5 separate regions of the Mus musculus genome follow, and all the other regions are linked to region 4. The links are chromatin contacts, called in public HiChIP or PLAC-seq and promoter capture Hi-C maps. All regions are on one chromosome and are shown on one strand. The core of a region is the stretch at or near the end of the contact, and the rest is flanking DNA. Distances in the headings are between cores, read along the strand shown. Region 1 holds the start of 2900060N12Rik (RIKEN cDNA 2900060N12 gene). Region 2 overlaps Kidins220 (kinase D-interacting substrate 220). Region 3 holds the start of Grhl1 (grainyhead like transcription factor 1). Region 4 holds the start of Rnf144a (ring finger protein 144A). Region 5 holds the start of Klf11 (Kruppel-like factor 11).

What was found. Promoter capture Hi-C pulls out the DNA fragments that hold promoters and counts their contacts. HiChIP or PLAC-seq counts read pairs in DNA pulled down with a chosen protein or histone mark.
Region 1: a promoter capture Hi-C map of liver shows a contact between it and region 4, with 4 times the contacts expected there. The contact joins the promoter of 2900060N12Rik here to the promoter of Rnf144a in region 4. A contact is called at or near these places in 8 of 39 promoter capture datasets (the 3T3-L1 cell line, cranial neural crest, hippocampal neurons and 4 more), 1 of 484 Hi-C or Micro-C datasets (Sertoli cells), 2 of 115 datasets of contacts at active chromatin or transcription factors (astrocytes and thymic regulatory T cells) and 1 of 9 other capture datasets (adipose tissue).
Region 2: a contact with region 4 is called in an H3K27ac HiChIP or PLAC-seq map of T-cell acute lymphoblastic leukemia, with 5 times the contacts expected there. The contact joins the enhancer-like site here to the promoter of Rnf144a in region 4. A contact is called at or near these places in 10 of 39 promoter capture datasets (the 3T3-L1 cell line, 3T3-L1-derived adipocytes, hematopoietic stem and progenitor cells and 5 more), 1 of 15 datasets of contacts at CTCF or cohesin (large pre-B cells), 1 of 484 Hi-C or Micro-C datasets (bone marrow-derived macrophages) and 3 of 115 datasets of contacts at active chromatin or transcription factors (T-cell acute lymphoblastic leukemia, VIP interneurons and large pre-B cells).
Region 3: a contact with region 4 is called in a promoter capture Hi-C map of pre-B cells, with 4 times the contacts expected there. The contact joins the promoter of Grhl1 here to the promoter of Rnf144a in region 4. A contact is called at or near these places in 4 of 39 promoter capture datasets (cranial neural crest, frontonasal cranial neural crest, pre-B cells and 1 more), 1 of 115 datasets of contacts at active chromatin or transcription factors (memory CD8 T cells) and 1 of 9 other capture datasets (adipose tissue).
Region 5: a promoter capture Hi-C map of pre-B cells shows a contact between it and region 4. The contact joins the promoter of Klf11 here to the promoter of Rnf144a in region 4. A contact is called at or near these places in 6 of 39 promoter capture datasets (cranial neural crest, hippocampal neurons, liver and 2 more) and 2 of 484 Hi-C or Micro-C datasets (CD4 T cells and LSK cells).

What each region holds. Positions count from the first base shown.
Region 1 is chr12:24,830,057-24,832,756 of GRCm38.p6, reverse strand. It overlaps 2900060N12Rik (RIKEN cDNA 2900060N12 gene), which reads left to right and starts at 1,440. Exons shown (of 3, transcript NR_166876.1): 1 at 1,440-1,937. It overlaps Mboat2 (membrane bound O-acyltransferase domain containing 2), which reads right to left and starts at 1,158. Exons shown (of 13, transcript NM_026037.3): 1 at 983-1,158. The coding sequence starts at 1,057.
Region 2 is chr12:25,053,447-25,056,146 of GRCm38.p6, reverse strand. Kidins220 (kinase D-interacting substrate 220) reads right to left here. Exons shown (of 32, transcript NM_001081378.1): 31 at 2,113-2,349. Among named protein-coding and RNA genes, the nearest start is that of Id2, 41 kb to the left of the region's middle. Within about 2 kb of position 1,381, at least 79 of the 459 cell types and tissues checked have an H3K27ac peak or open chromatin away from gene starts, as enhancers often do. A contact at or near this core is called in T-cell acute lymphoblastic leukemia, bone marrow-derived macrophages, hematopoietic stem and progenitor cells and 2 more, where this site is marked.
Region 3 is chr12:24,570,923-24,573,622 of GRCm38.p6, reverse strand. Grhl1 (grainyhead like transcription factor 1) reads right to left here and starts at 1,336. Exons shown (of 16, transcript NM_001161406.1): 1 at 1,165-1,336. The coding sequence starts at 1,184.
Region 4 is chr12:26,413,907-26,416,606 of GRCm38.p6, reverse strand. It overlaps Rnf144a (ring finger protein 144A), which reads left to right and starts at 1,345. Exons shown (of 10, transcript NM_001081977.2): 1 at 1,345-1,506. Mir6538 (microRNA 6538) reads left to right here and starts at 1,597; the gene lies at 1,597-1,706.
Region 5 is chr12:24,649,956-24,652,655 of GRCm38.p6, reverse strand. It overlaps Klf11 (Kruppel-like factor 11), which reads right to left and starts at 1,285. Exons shown (of 4, transcript NM_178357.3): 1 at 1,090-1,285. The coding sequence starts at 1,131.

The sequences.
Region 1 (2,700 bases), core at 191-2,690, 1.6 Mb after region 4:
ACACAGTGTTCAGCTCAGGTGTCACCTCCAGCTCAAGTCCAGAGAGGAATCTTGTGTTTTACATGCAAACCTTAAGATACCACTAGCAGCTACTCAAGCTGAGCCCATAGCCCTTGGAAGTGCAAACACCTCCAGATCAGAAATAATGTTAGGCTGAATTTCCAAAGTCAATTTCCTTCAGTACTGGAGCTAGACCAGCTATCTAACCATACCCCACCAACAACTTTCCCAGACCTTTCTCAGGACATACTTCCAAAGTTCCTTTGCTCAATAAAAATGGCGCTGCTTTCTCCATCCCAATGCTGTTTATTTCAGTAATCCTGAGGCCCTTTAAACAATCAAATTCGACTGGCCTCATTTAAATGCCAGCCTTCCCTAGTGTCAAAAGCTTCTCTGGGGGTAGGGTGAGGGGGTAGGATGGCTGCTCCTATCCACAGCTGCAACTTTTTCACCAGAAACCCTAGCATCGTGAAGTCACGTTGACTTCTCTTCATAACCTGTCTTCCCCCAAACTGTTGCCTCTCCGTCTATTGAGCCACACTTCAATGCAAACTGTCCCCAAGTGCAGAAGAGCTTAAGCCTCGTCCATCCACGCCGTGTCCTGGGCACTCGGCACCCAAACCATTCTTAGTCTCCCGATAACCCGCAGCAGTGCCAGGTCCACCGGTCCCGGGACTCCCGGGTCCGACGCCCGGTGGCCCGGCAGCGACAGCATGCACGCGCGCACGTCTGTCTAGCCCTCCCCGGCGGGCTGTCGCCGAGCCTCCGCCCGCGCCCACCCCCGCCCGGGCGGCGATGGGAGGCTGGGTGGGCACAGAGGCACCAGCCGGAGCGACAGCCGAGGGGACAAGGCCAGCCGCGCGCCCCCGCCCCGCCGGGCGCCGGGCACGGCGGTCCCGGCCCCAGCCCCCACCCTGCTCCCGCCCGGGTGGCACCGCGGCCGGCAGAGGCGGCCAGGGCACGACGCCCCGGACGCCGGTACCTGATCGATGGGCAGTTGCACGGCGTTGCTGAGGGGCTGCAGCAGGGTGGAGCCCGTGGTGCTGGTGGTGGCCATGGCCGGGCCTCGGCGCTGCGTCCGCTCGCTCCGGCCAGGCGCCGCTTGCTTGCTTGCTCGCTCTGTGCCGAGCTACGCCGAGGATGGGGATGCAGCGGCGCGCCCGCCCCTCGGCCGCCCGCGGTCGGAGCAGCCGCGCGGGGAGGGGCAGTGGGCGGAGTTAGTGGCCCCGCCCACTGCTGGGCGCCCCGCCCACCCAGCCGCGCGGCCCCCTCACGCCGCCGGGCGGCCCGATTTCCAGCAGCTTCCAGAGCCCCCTCCCCACCTCGCGCACTCGTGCGCCAGACAGCTCCGCGGTCCAATGGCGTCGCGGCGCCCCGACTCCCACAGCCAATCAGAGGACGCTGGCCTCGCCGCGCCCCTCCTCCGTGCTGAGGACCCCAGCGAGGGGCTGAGGCTCGACCATGGCTGTCGCCCGAGGGCGACCGAGAGTCAGGCTAGCTGGTGGGGGCGTGTGAGGGCGGCTTTGCCTCCGCCTCTGCTCACTTCCTTTCTCAGGAATGGTGGGCGCCGTCCCCACCCCTCACTGGCAGTGACGGTGGACAACAAAGGGGCTCGGGGTGGCGGCCAGACAAAGAGTTGCAGCGCCGGGGGAAGTTGGGAACAAAGGTAGGGGGCTGGGAGCTTCAGGGAGACGCGCTACAAGAACCCCAAAGCAGAAAGTGCCTTTGTCTCCTGGGCTGCCCAAACTTGCGGAAAGCCGGGTGGTCCTACCTCACCCGCCGCCCACCTGGGCCTGATCGGCCGCGCTGGGACGATGCCCTCACCGCGCATCCAGCTGAGAGGGAAACAGGTCGGACCTGGGCAGCGCCCGAGGGAAAGCCTGGGTAGCCAGCGGCCGGCATGTAAAGGCCCCGCCTCCTCAAAGGAAAGGCTGCTGGTAAGCATCCCTTCGTGCCTGCGAGCCTCTCTGCCAGATGTGAATTCTGCTGTGTCCACACCTCCATTCCAGGAGGGCAGTTAGTGTGTCAGCCCTACAAATGTGATCTCTTACCCTTTAAACTAGCCATGGGAACACCTGGAAAATGCCAGCATCGTCCTCTCAAAATCCAAGGATTTGGAAACTAATATTTAAAGGGGGGCGGGGGTTTAAATGTGCTGCTAACACTGCTTTTAAAGGTAGACTTATGTGAGTCCCCACAACAACCATGTGAGGCAGGTATTGTAACCACCCTCAATCTAGCAAGGAAATTGAATTCCAGAAAAATTACATAACTTAACCAAGAGCTAAATAACAGTGTGTGGGGGGGGGGGGGGCCTGAGATCCAACTAATTTAGCCCCAGTTTTGACCTCTTAAAGACAAGGCCCTCTTCATTCTCAGGTTTAACACCCACTCCAGAATAGCCATCAACTACTAGGTACAGCACTTCCTCAAGGACCACTCTAGAGGCTTCAGTAGTAAGAGCGGGCAAGTAGTGCTTCAGGAAACCTGGCTGTGGACTCAGCTCTCTCTGAAAAGGGGGTTATTGAATTTAGTTGGGATAGTCTCTTGCTGCTAATATTCTCTGGGTGAACAGCTGAGTCCTAGTAAGGTAGTCTTTTAGAGGATGGGGAGAAAATAATTGAGATCTTTCACTCTTAATATTGTGTTCCAACTAGCTGGGACCAATTAGAAATCAAACCTGTCCAATAATCTACTTCC
Region 2 (2,700 bases), core at 132-2,631, 1.4 Mb after region 4:
AATTTTAATTCAGAGAAAGAAATGTTCTTAAAATGGGGGGTGGGGGGATAACACAGATTTGCAATGAACCTCAACAGAAGCTGTGGGTTCGCTGGACCCCAGGGAAATCAGGACGGGAGACTTAAGTTCAGTTTCTAGTACTGGGCTTTAAGGGACCAGCTGCTTTAGACTGTAGAAACGCTAACAAATGAACAATTAAAAGTACAGATTAGAAAAAAGAAACAGGGGAAGAAAGAAGCAGCGTCAAGAGAGTTTACAATCAGACCACAGGAAAGGCTAGAACCCAGGCACAGAGAGAGGCGAGACCATCTTTTCTCTGGAAAGGAGACAGCATCTGTCTCCTTGAAGAGGTCCCACAGGATGCTGTCAGACTAGAGGAGTGATACCTCCCCCACCCACTAATGCAGCTCTCCTCAAAGGCTGTGGGGCCCCTGTACAGGGGACCCATGTGTCCTGAACTGCACTCTGCAGGACATGATGGTGGTCTGTGCCTTCTCTCCTTCATTCACGGAGTGCCCAGAGCTACATGTATGTGTGTTGTCTCAGGAGATGTGAGGGAAGGAGCAACTGGGGACCCAGCAGTCTTCTATGAAGACAATCATAAAGATATGTTAAAACATTCCCATTCCCACTGGACGGTTTTGTTTGAAAAAGTAGCATTTTTTATAAAAATATTATTTATGCTAGTATATAATTACTTAAAATATTTAGAAACATTTTCAGGTTCTATTTAGCTATTTATAGTAACTTACATATGCAAAAGTTTTCTGGGCCCTGATAATTTTTATTACGTGTGTGTGTGTGTGTGTGTGTGTGTGTGTGTGTGTGTGTGTGTAGGTGAGAGGACAACTTTGAGGAGTTGGTTTTTTTTCCTTAAAGCATGTGGGTCCCAGGGATGGATCACACTCAGGTCACTGGGTTGTAGGAGCATCTTTATTGCTGAGTCATCTTGCCAGCCCAGAGACCTGCCTAAGGCTAAGAACAAAGGCTAAGCTCAAAGGGCTGTGAGAGCCGCAGGCAGGCAGGCAGGCAGTGAGGATGGAAGGGTACAGGAGGAAGCACCTGCAGGGGAGTAAGGAGGAGCAGTTTCTCAGAAAGCTGGAAAGGAAAGGAACTACGTCTGTCGGAACAAAGACACCAAAGGACCAAGTATGAACTGAGCACACTGTAAAGCAATTCTTACAATAGTCAGTATTTAATAATAATAAAAAATGACTTCTTCACTTAAGGCACACAGTATGGAGAAAATTAAAAATATTTTCACTGCCAGACAAAAGCCCTCCCAGGAGCACCCGCCAGGCTTGGTCTTCCCCTCCGTCCAGAGCACAGCTTCCTTGCTGTTACTTCCTCACTGCTCCTCTGCACACTGCTCTGGTTCTCCCCCTCCTTCTTCCTCTTCCCTCCTCCTCACGCATACCCCACTTGTACTTCTGCTTCTGACGCCTGCACACCTCTAAGAATATCCCCACAGAAGACGTGGTACAGGCCTGTGGTCCTACCACACAGGCTGCTGCTGAGGCAGGGGAATCTCTTGAGCCCTGGGGTTGAAGGCCAGCCTGAGCAACATGAGAGAAAGAATAAGTGGGATGCGTAGTGCGTGCTCCTATGTATGTGACTTGGGGAACCAAACTGAAGGTGTCAGTAGGACAGCAGGAAGCTAGTCTTCCATACAGGTGCACTTTGGCTGGTAATTACCATATCCCACAGGAAAATACCAAAAGAAAGGAAAGTTTGCAACCACCCTAACACAGCCCCATCCTCACTCTATGTAGACAAGGCTGGACTCGAACTCAGAGATCCTCCTGCCTCTGCCTCCGGAGTGCTGGGATCAAAGGCGTGCACCATCAGGCCCAGCCCCCCATTCTTACTCTCCTACCATTGTCTTCTGGGACTGCTTTCACTCTTCCTGTCAATTCTGAATAACTTAACTTCCTCTGTATTTTGCTTCTGTATTTCTTCCCCTTCAAAATAAACCCAACTCCTTCAGTAGATGGCCCTTGCTCTTGCCCAGCTGGGTTCTCAAGCAACACTGCCTGAATGAGTGTTTTAATGCACCAGAATATCTGCAGTCTTTATTCTCCAATTATATGAAAAATGACACAAAATAAATACCTGCCAACTCAGATTACTGTGCCGTGGGGCTCCCTCGTCTAGGCCAAGCGTGTTCAGTTCTTCAAAGCTGAAGTTCAGGGTGTAGGGAGTCTGGCTGGAAAGCTCCGTGTGGGGCAGTTCACTGTGAGAAGTGCGGCGAGCAGATTCCCCATGAGCAACGGGGGCACTGGAGTTTTCATTGAGAAAACGTGGGTCTTCGGGGACCACCTGGTTTTCCACACTTCTCATTTCTAAGACCTTGGGAGAAGAAGAATCATTGTTTGCATCGTCAAACCCCATTACAGAGGCTTCAGAGAGCGCTAAAGTACAGGACAGTACTGTTCCTGCAAGAGGGTCAAGAAAGCACACTGCCCACTGCGATGGTCCAGTGACGTTATGCCAAATCTTACCTTAATCCTATTAACAATGCTAAGAGAAGTATCCGCATTTAGTGTACAACTTTTAAAACTTAAAAACCAAAATTCAAGTGGAGTGTGTAAAGAAAGCCAGAGCCAAGCAGAAAGCATTGAGACTTACAATGATAGGGACGCTGACCTCAGTATAGAACAATTCTACTCCAAAACAGCACCAAGTGGATGCTTAAGAGTC
Region 3 (2,700 bases), core at 87-2,586, 1.8 Mb after region 4:
TGAGAGTCTCTGGTGTACTGCTGAGCTATTATTAATAGTCTAATAGCCACTTCCAGAAGACTCTGACAGCAGTTGGCTCGCTCAACAGTCGTAATGCTAGTTTTTCAAGCTTCCCTTCTCCCATCCCATCCAACATTGGTACAAGCATCAGAAAATAAATATTTTCCAAGTGGCTTTATGTCTGCAATTACCCTGAAGGCATTTTATATTTCCAAAGTATGCCTAAGGCCAAGAGGCTGGCACTGGGACTTTTGCCTAGTCAGTAAGTAGAGAAATAAACACATGAACAATTGCAGCCCACTTCTTCAAGAAGAGCAAGTTGTTGCTCCGGCCCTGAAGGTTCATGGGTGTTTTCAAATGAGCCTCAGACCTTCAAGAGTTATAGGTCAGGATTCTAAAAGGAAAGCCGAGCACTACCTGAACTTCATTTTCTACAAGACAAGATTAATCTCTTACTGATTCCACACTCAGCTAACCTTCATCAGAAAACAAGCATGAGAAAAATCCACCCTTAACAAGTTAACTATGAAACCAATTCTTCACTCCAGATTTACTGAGCCGAGATAAGACAGACTTGATCTTTCAGAACATCTTCATATTTATAGAAAAGTTGCGAGTAAAATCGAGAACTGCCCCCACACAAGTCCTGCCAACGTCTGATCACATCTTACATCATCACTGAACATTTCTCGCTGCTTTCTTATGTCCCAAACTCTAAAAAGCAATCCCGATTCGACAGTGGTCTCTAACTTTATCACCCTGCGTGCAGTTTCTTCCTCTTGATATTCCCAAACGGCAAAAATAGTCTTCTGTAATTACCATCGGTGATGCAAGGGCCCAAGAACACCCACAGCAGATTTCTCACACAGCAGCCGGAGTGAAGAAAACGCGCGGGCAGCGGACACTTCAACCTTCCCCTAGATCTCTCGCTCCGGCAGCTCCGCAGGTGACAGGAGGCTGCCCAGGGTCCACCCGTCCCCACCGGTCCATGAGCGCGGGGCCCGGGAGCCCGGGAGCCCTTAGACGACAGGCCGAGTGTCCCCCCCCACCCCCTAGCCTCGCCCCACCCAGCCTGTCCTCCCAGCTCCCGGAACCCGCGCCGTCGCCGCGGCAGGTGCGGTGGCCCCCGGGCCCTGGCCGGACTCGCGCCCGCGCCTCACTCACTTGTCGTACTCCTGTGTCATCGCGCTCGCTCGCCGCTGCCGGGCCGCAGAACTGGACTTTCGGGTTGGGACAGTACACCCGATCCGGGGGGAGGAGGCGGCGGCGGGCGGCGCGCGGCGGCAGGCGGTGGGTCCGGAGCGGCGGCCCCGACGGGTTGGGTTCGCTTTTCTCGCTCTGAGCCGGCTCGGCGCGGGCTGCGCGCACTGGGCGCTGGGCTCGGCCTCCCATTGGCTGGCGGAGCTCCGGCCCAAGGCGGAGCTTCTGGAACTGGGAGGAGGGAGCTCCTCCTGATTGGTGAGATGGAGCTCTGGGGAGGAGCCTGGGGGCGGACCGGAGGGCGGGGGCCACGCGGTGCTCGGCGGTGCTCAGCGGCGCTGGGGAGCTTGCGCGCGGCTGGCCCCGGTGGCGCCGGCCGGTAGTGCCGCCGGCGCCGAGAGGCTTCGGCGCACACCCGCGTGGGCGCGTTTCACCTTCCAGTTCTCTCTCGCGGTCAGTTCTCCGGCCCCAAGGCCTCTGCCTGGGAAATACCTAGGGAATTTCTTTGCAGCTGTGCAGGTTTGGAGGTTTCCTTCTGGTTCATCTCTCAGTGCCCACCATGTGACAGTCGCCAATCTGCACAGCCTCTTAATAACCCACGTTTCCCCGGCCAGCGGTCCCTGTTTATTGGGCACCTATCAAGTGTCAAAAGCATCACTCTAAGACACCTTCCCAAGCCCCAGAGGTCCCCACCAGCCTCCTGAGGGCATCTGAACTTGCTTGGCTCTTCATCTGCCCAGCGCTATATTTGGACTTTAGCATCCTCAACCCCTACCTACTACCTGTGTGGTCTTTCTGTTTGGCCAGCTCCAGATTGGCTTCCACTTTTTCCTCCCATATCCTAACCCCTTTTTAAACCATTTTCCTATGGGTCGGTTTCTTTAACCTCAGCCTCAGGCCTACAACAGTAGAGACAGGGACCTAGACAGAGAGGACAAGGCAGAGACAGAGCAGGCAAATTTTCCTGCCTCCTAGAGCGTCCTACTTTGAGAGTCACGGTGACTCCTTTGGTGTGCGGAGAGAGATGGCACTCTTTGCAGGTGGATGGGGAAAGTAGAGTGGAGCTCTCTGGGTTTAAAGATGTAGATGGCGAGGGGGTGGGCATAAGGGTGAAGGCACAGCTATAGACCGTGATAGAGGAGACACGAGTGTGTCCACTGAGGAGCTAGGAAAGCAGTGTGGCCAGAGAGTAACTGGGCACTGGTGCAAACTGTAGAGCCCCGCGGGTTTCTGTAAGGCCTTAAGTGAGGAAGCTTTGAAGGACTTGCGGTAGGGCATAGACAGACTTCACTCGTGTTTTCAAATAATCTGGTCACTGAATGGTAGGGAATCAGCAGGAGGCAATTTCAAAAGAGACAAGCAAAAGATAAATAGTAGCCAGAAGCATGACCCGGGGTGATGGGACACTGAGAAGGGTTTGAATTCTAGATGCCTCTGTGTTCAAACGAACAGGATTCTCTGAGACCCAAAGGGCAGGTTAGAGAGCACCTCTGACAGATG
Region 4 (2,700 bases), core at 96-2,595:
TTTAATAACCAGCATCCATGTAAGAATACAGATGTGGTGCATGCTCAGCATCCTAGCACTGGATAATGGGGGTTGGGGTAGAGGCAGAAGGTCTCCTGGAACTTGCTGGCCAACAGGTCTGCATGAATTAAAGGGGTTTAGGTTCAGAATATACAGTAGAGAAAAAGAGGTGAACACCCCAGCATTGACTTTTGGCTTGCACTCACATACACATGTATAAACACAAATATGCACCTGGGAATGTAGCAGCAGACGGTAGATGGTACAGAGCTTTTAATCCTGTTTTAATTCTCTAGGGGAAAACTAGAGAAGTTGAGTTAGCAAATGGAGGCTCTCCAGTCCCCCAGCCAAAGAACGCAGTCCACAGCTGTTTGGACCCAAAGTGCTTGAGCAGAACATCTTAGGAGAGAGAGAGAGAGAGAGAGAGAGAGAGAGAGAGAGAGAGAGAGAGAGAGAGAGAGAGAGAGAGAGAGAGAACGCACACAAGTGTGGTGTGTGTGTGTATGTGTGTGTGTGTGTGTGTCTTGGATCCCCCCAAGGGCCTTCCCTAGTTAACTCCCACCTCCTGACATTCCCAGAGCCTCTCAGAAATATCTTTACCAGATGCAGACCAAGCGTTCAGAACACATGCCTGTGGGAACATTTCATTCTAGCCTTAATACATACTCAAAAGGTTCACCCATTTTTGCACGTTTGACATGAACTTCCAGGACCTACCAGAGGGATTGCAAGATAATAACTTATGGGAATTCCCATCCACTGGTGGATCTTAGGCTCTAAGGGAAAGAAACGAAATGCTTTGGCTTGTGCTTCATATATATGCACAGAGCCTCAGCCTCAGGTCCAAGCAGGTTGAGGACTCTTCTCATTCATTTGCATTATCAGAAGTTAGGGTGAAAAGATGATTCTTTCATAGTATTCATGGTAAACTACTCACAGGCAGGATAGCTGTCGGGCAGGTTCTGGCAAGTCCAGAGACTTGCTGTAATTTGCATAGACAGACTACTCTAGAGGGTCCCAGATACTTCACTGAGTGAGATTTCCAGCTTCTGACTGGTAGGGTCGGGATTTTTCACTCGTTTCTTTCTAGCTGTTGGCACTCGTTCTTCTAGTATTGAAAACAGGGGTCCAACTTCAGGAGGACTCATTGCCCCCTTGTCCCGCCACCCCCACCCCCCAACTGATCTGGGCCCTCCCTTTGGCATTGCTGGGGGCTGCTCGCCTGGTCCTGGTGCATGGACATTAAGGCACCTCTGAACGGCAGGGGGCGCTGGCGTGCAAACTGGCTCTGCCTCCCGCGCCCGCGCTTAGTGCGCGCTCGCGCCCCGTCGACCCCGCGCGCAGTTCTCAGGGCGCAGGGCGGGGAGGCATAAAGGGCGCTGCGCTGCGGGGCGGGCTGCACGCGGGAGGCTGACGGGGCAGCGGCACCCGCGAGCCGGCACCGGGCGGGGCCATCACAGCCACGCGCAAAGAGGCCGAGCGGGAGCCCGGACCGCGCGGGACCAGGTGGGTGACGCGCGCGTCCCCTTTGTGTCGGCATCGCCCGAGCGGGCCGCGCGGGATAAGGCTGTGCGGGGCTGGTTTCGGCCCCCTAACCCGTGCTGCCGGGCGGGGACCCCGCGGGCTCCGGGGCGGCGATGGGGACTATGCTCCGGGATTCCGCTGGGTGACGGCCGCGTCCTCCTGGCCGCTTGCACTTGGGGATCGCGCGCCACGGAGAAGTCTCCAGCCGCAGGCGCGGGGTGTGCTTTGCTGGAGTGGCCCGGGTGGGCGGCCGTCTGCAGGCCTTGGGTGGACTCCCGCCGTGACCTGGACATGGGCAGAGCGAGGGCGTGGGGAAGGTCGGGTCCGTTCTGGCCAGTGGCAGTCGCGAGTACCCCGCAGTGCTTAGCCGCGCCTGGCCGTGGGCATGGTCCTCTGCTAGCCTCTGGCCCAGGAGTCTCCGTGTCCCTTGTACCCCTCTTGCCCAAGGAAGTCCCCTCAGGACTCTCGTATCCCGTGCTCCGCATTGCTCCCGGTTTTCTACACCATCCGTGGAGCTCAGAGATTGTATCGCTCCTCCTGCTAAAACTGAAGGCTTCCTGGCCGCCGCCGTTGCGCGGGAAGAGGCGACTTCTTCACCCTAGGCGGGTCTCTGGTGGTCGCACTTAAAGTTTGCTCTAGTTCTTGTTTTGGTCTCTTTTTTTCAGAGAATACTTTAAAGTATACTTATTTTGAACAGTCCTACAGCCTGCTTGGTACAGGGTCAAAGGCCAAGTAACAAGGAGAGCTAGACAAGGCTCTGGGAAACCTTCCCAGGGTTCCTGTGTCCTAGGATTAGAAGGACAGTCCAATCTTGCTTAGGACAGTTCTAGGAAGGAAGGGCCTTCCAGGCGTGGTGTCTGGGAGACAGGTCCTTCTCAATGACCCCGGCCAGGGTAGTAGTTTAGACGGCTAAGAGACGCACATAAACACAGTAGCAGACAGAAGGAAAGGTGGTCAGTGTGCCCTCCGATGAGAGAGCAGAGACAGGGGCCTTTCTAAAGGAGGGATGTGGAATCAGATGACCAGTGGGGCGTAGCCAGGGTGGGGGAAAAAGCACCAGCAAAGGAATGCAGAGTGTGAAGAACCGTTCCCACGGGGTTGCCTCCTTGGCTCCCAAAGAGCCAAAGTTTCGCTCCTCTTCAGCCATACCATTGGTCTGGACTACTTTTTCCAGTG
Region 5 (2,700 bases), core at 36-2,535, 1.8 Mb after region 4:
CCCCTTCACTGAACAGGCAAAGATATGACCATAGGGGCCAGACAACCTCCTGGAAGGGTATTTTGATTATGAGCCTTCAAGTGGAATCAATGTCCAGCCCCATACTAGGAAAGAATGCGAACGTAGGTTCCCTTGAGTCCATGTAATACTGTGTTCTCACCAGGAACCTGCTCCGCACCACTTCTCTGGCCCCCTACATTTCTATCAGGTTCTGTTGCTCCACACCCTACACCTTCTGACAGAGGTCCCTGCCATGACTTCACTCAGTCCCTGGGCCCAAGCCTGCAAAGTCCCATTTTACCACACCCCTTCTCACTTAGACTCCACCCTTCGCCCAGCTCTACCCTTACCAGCCCATTAAGCTTGGCTGACACACCTCTTCGAACCACACTCTTGCACACTCGCCTATCAAGACACACTATTGCCTTGCTCCTCATTCCGTCGTAACCCCATCCAGGCACTCTGGCCACACCCTCCTGAGATACCTTTACTTTGGCTCCACCCACAGCCCCTCCCACTGCACTCCTACCAGATGCTCTCACCACACTCCCTCCCTTCGGCTTAGCCTTTGCCCCGCCCCTAGATAAACTCTCACTATGCACTCTTACATCGGCCCCGCCCCACAGTCCTACCAGAGGTTCTCACCAAGCTCTCTAGCTTCGGTTCCGCCCTCTTACACTACTACCAGGTGCTTTCACCATGTCCTTCGCCTTGGTCCCATCTAGTTCCCCCAATATCTCCTCCAAGCACGCTTGCCCACGCCCTAGCTTTGGCCACGCCCCCATGCTGCGCCCCAGCTTTGACTCCGCCCCCAAGTTCCCGCCAGCCGCGCCCACATCCAACAGCGGTCCTCCTCTGGATTCGGGTGACGTCATGGCTGGAAATAGCCGCGCCGGGCGGGGCCGCAGCGGACCAGAGACAAAGCTGAAGGCAGGCTGCCGCGCTAACACACCCCCCTCCCCACCCTGACCCGGCCGAGCCTCCGGGTCCCTGTCCGGACCAGAGCAAATCCGCAGCCCCCACCGCAGCGAGAAGTCGCCATCCCTCCCGCGTCCCCCGTCTCGTCCCGCGCTCAGCCCCGTCACTTACCGCGCGCCCGTCGCCGGGGCCGGTGGAGCCCGGCGAGTGCATGGTGCCGTATGGCCTGCAGGCAGCAATGCTGCGAGGCAGGAGCCCTGCGTGCGGCGGAGGCTGCACGTGTGCGGCGGGCGGCGGTGTCCCGAGCGTCTGTTCCCGGCGCGCACCTCCGCCTTCCTTGCCGCGCGGCTCTGCCTCCGCGCGGCCCGGGAGGCGCGGGAGGGGCGGGGCGCCACGGAGGGAGCGGCCCTGGGCGGGGCGCGCGGGCAAACCAAAATACACCGCTCCCTGCTGGGGGCATGGCCTCTGCCGCCAGCCAATCAGCGCCAGGCCGGCAAGAAGCGGGCCAATGGGCGCCGCGGGGGGGCGCGTGATCGGAGCCTGGCTGCGGCGTGATCCGGCGGGGCGGGCGGCGGCACGTGTTTTGGTCCGGGCTAGAGGCGGGGCGTGAGGCCTGGAAAGTAGGGGAAAGGTCCCGGCGGCGGCGCGGCGGCAGTCGACCGCAGTAAGGTCCTCTTCTGCCGCAGGGGCTGCTCGCAGAGGTCGCGCGCTGGCCCCACGCCGTGGACGGATCTGGTAGGCGGGACCCACAGGGACGGCCTCACCCTGTCTCTAATTTCTTTTAAGCTGTCGTTGGCTCTTAGGACCGCATCTCTGCCCAGGAAGAGGCTTGAAAGCTGCTTGGGTTTAGGGACGACATCCGCTTTTTCCTGCATGGCGCCAGATCAAATGCTCTTCCTACTCTAATCTGCCTTCTGCTACAAAAGAACTACAGCCGTGTAGTCAGCCACTCGACATGTACCTAATGAAGCCTGCGCATCCTCCCCAGTGGCCATACAAAGGACACCCACTTGGGGTGTCCTCAGGCCTACGTGAGACCTGACCCAAATCCTGAGTATCCGTTTTTTCCCCTTGGGCCTTTAGGTGCGGTTATTCATGTACACTCATCACAAGTCTTGGAGAGCAGAGGTCAATGCATGCAGTATGTCGTGCCCACCTCCAACCTACAGTGCAGCAATAGGGCACCCCTCTACTAACCCCCTGATGCCTCACTGCAGAGCCTTGAAACTAGTGGAGGTCTGGGAGAATCATTGCTGATATGAGCAGACAGGAGCTGGACATTATGCTGCCTATTTTTATCAGACAGGTGAGCAGGCAGAGAGGCAGGCAGGCAGAGAGCCCTGTCCTTAAGCTGGTAAGGCCTAAGGGTTATAGTTGCAACCCTGATTCCTCAGTTTCACACTGGCTTGACAATGGAATTAAGTGAACCAAAGAAAGGGAGTTTGTTGAAAGTAACAGTAGGAGTGTTTAAAGGTGAATTCACATGTCTAACTACTGGGGCATTTAACACACATGGAGTTAGTCTTCTACTTGGGCCTGTTTAAATTGTTTTTGCTTCATTCCCACACTGAATTTCTGACTCCCCGTGTTCACCCTTACCTATAATGCCTCCGCCCCATCCAACGTCCCTACTGTCTCCTGTTCTCTCCACACGTGGTTTTATGGCGTATGTGTTGGAGAATAATCTCCAGAGTAATATGTTAATAGTATTTGGAGAGGGAGCCTTTGGAGGGTGATTGGGATTAAGGAAGGGTTATGGGGTCTTAAAATTAGAGAGACCAG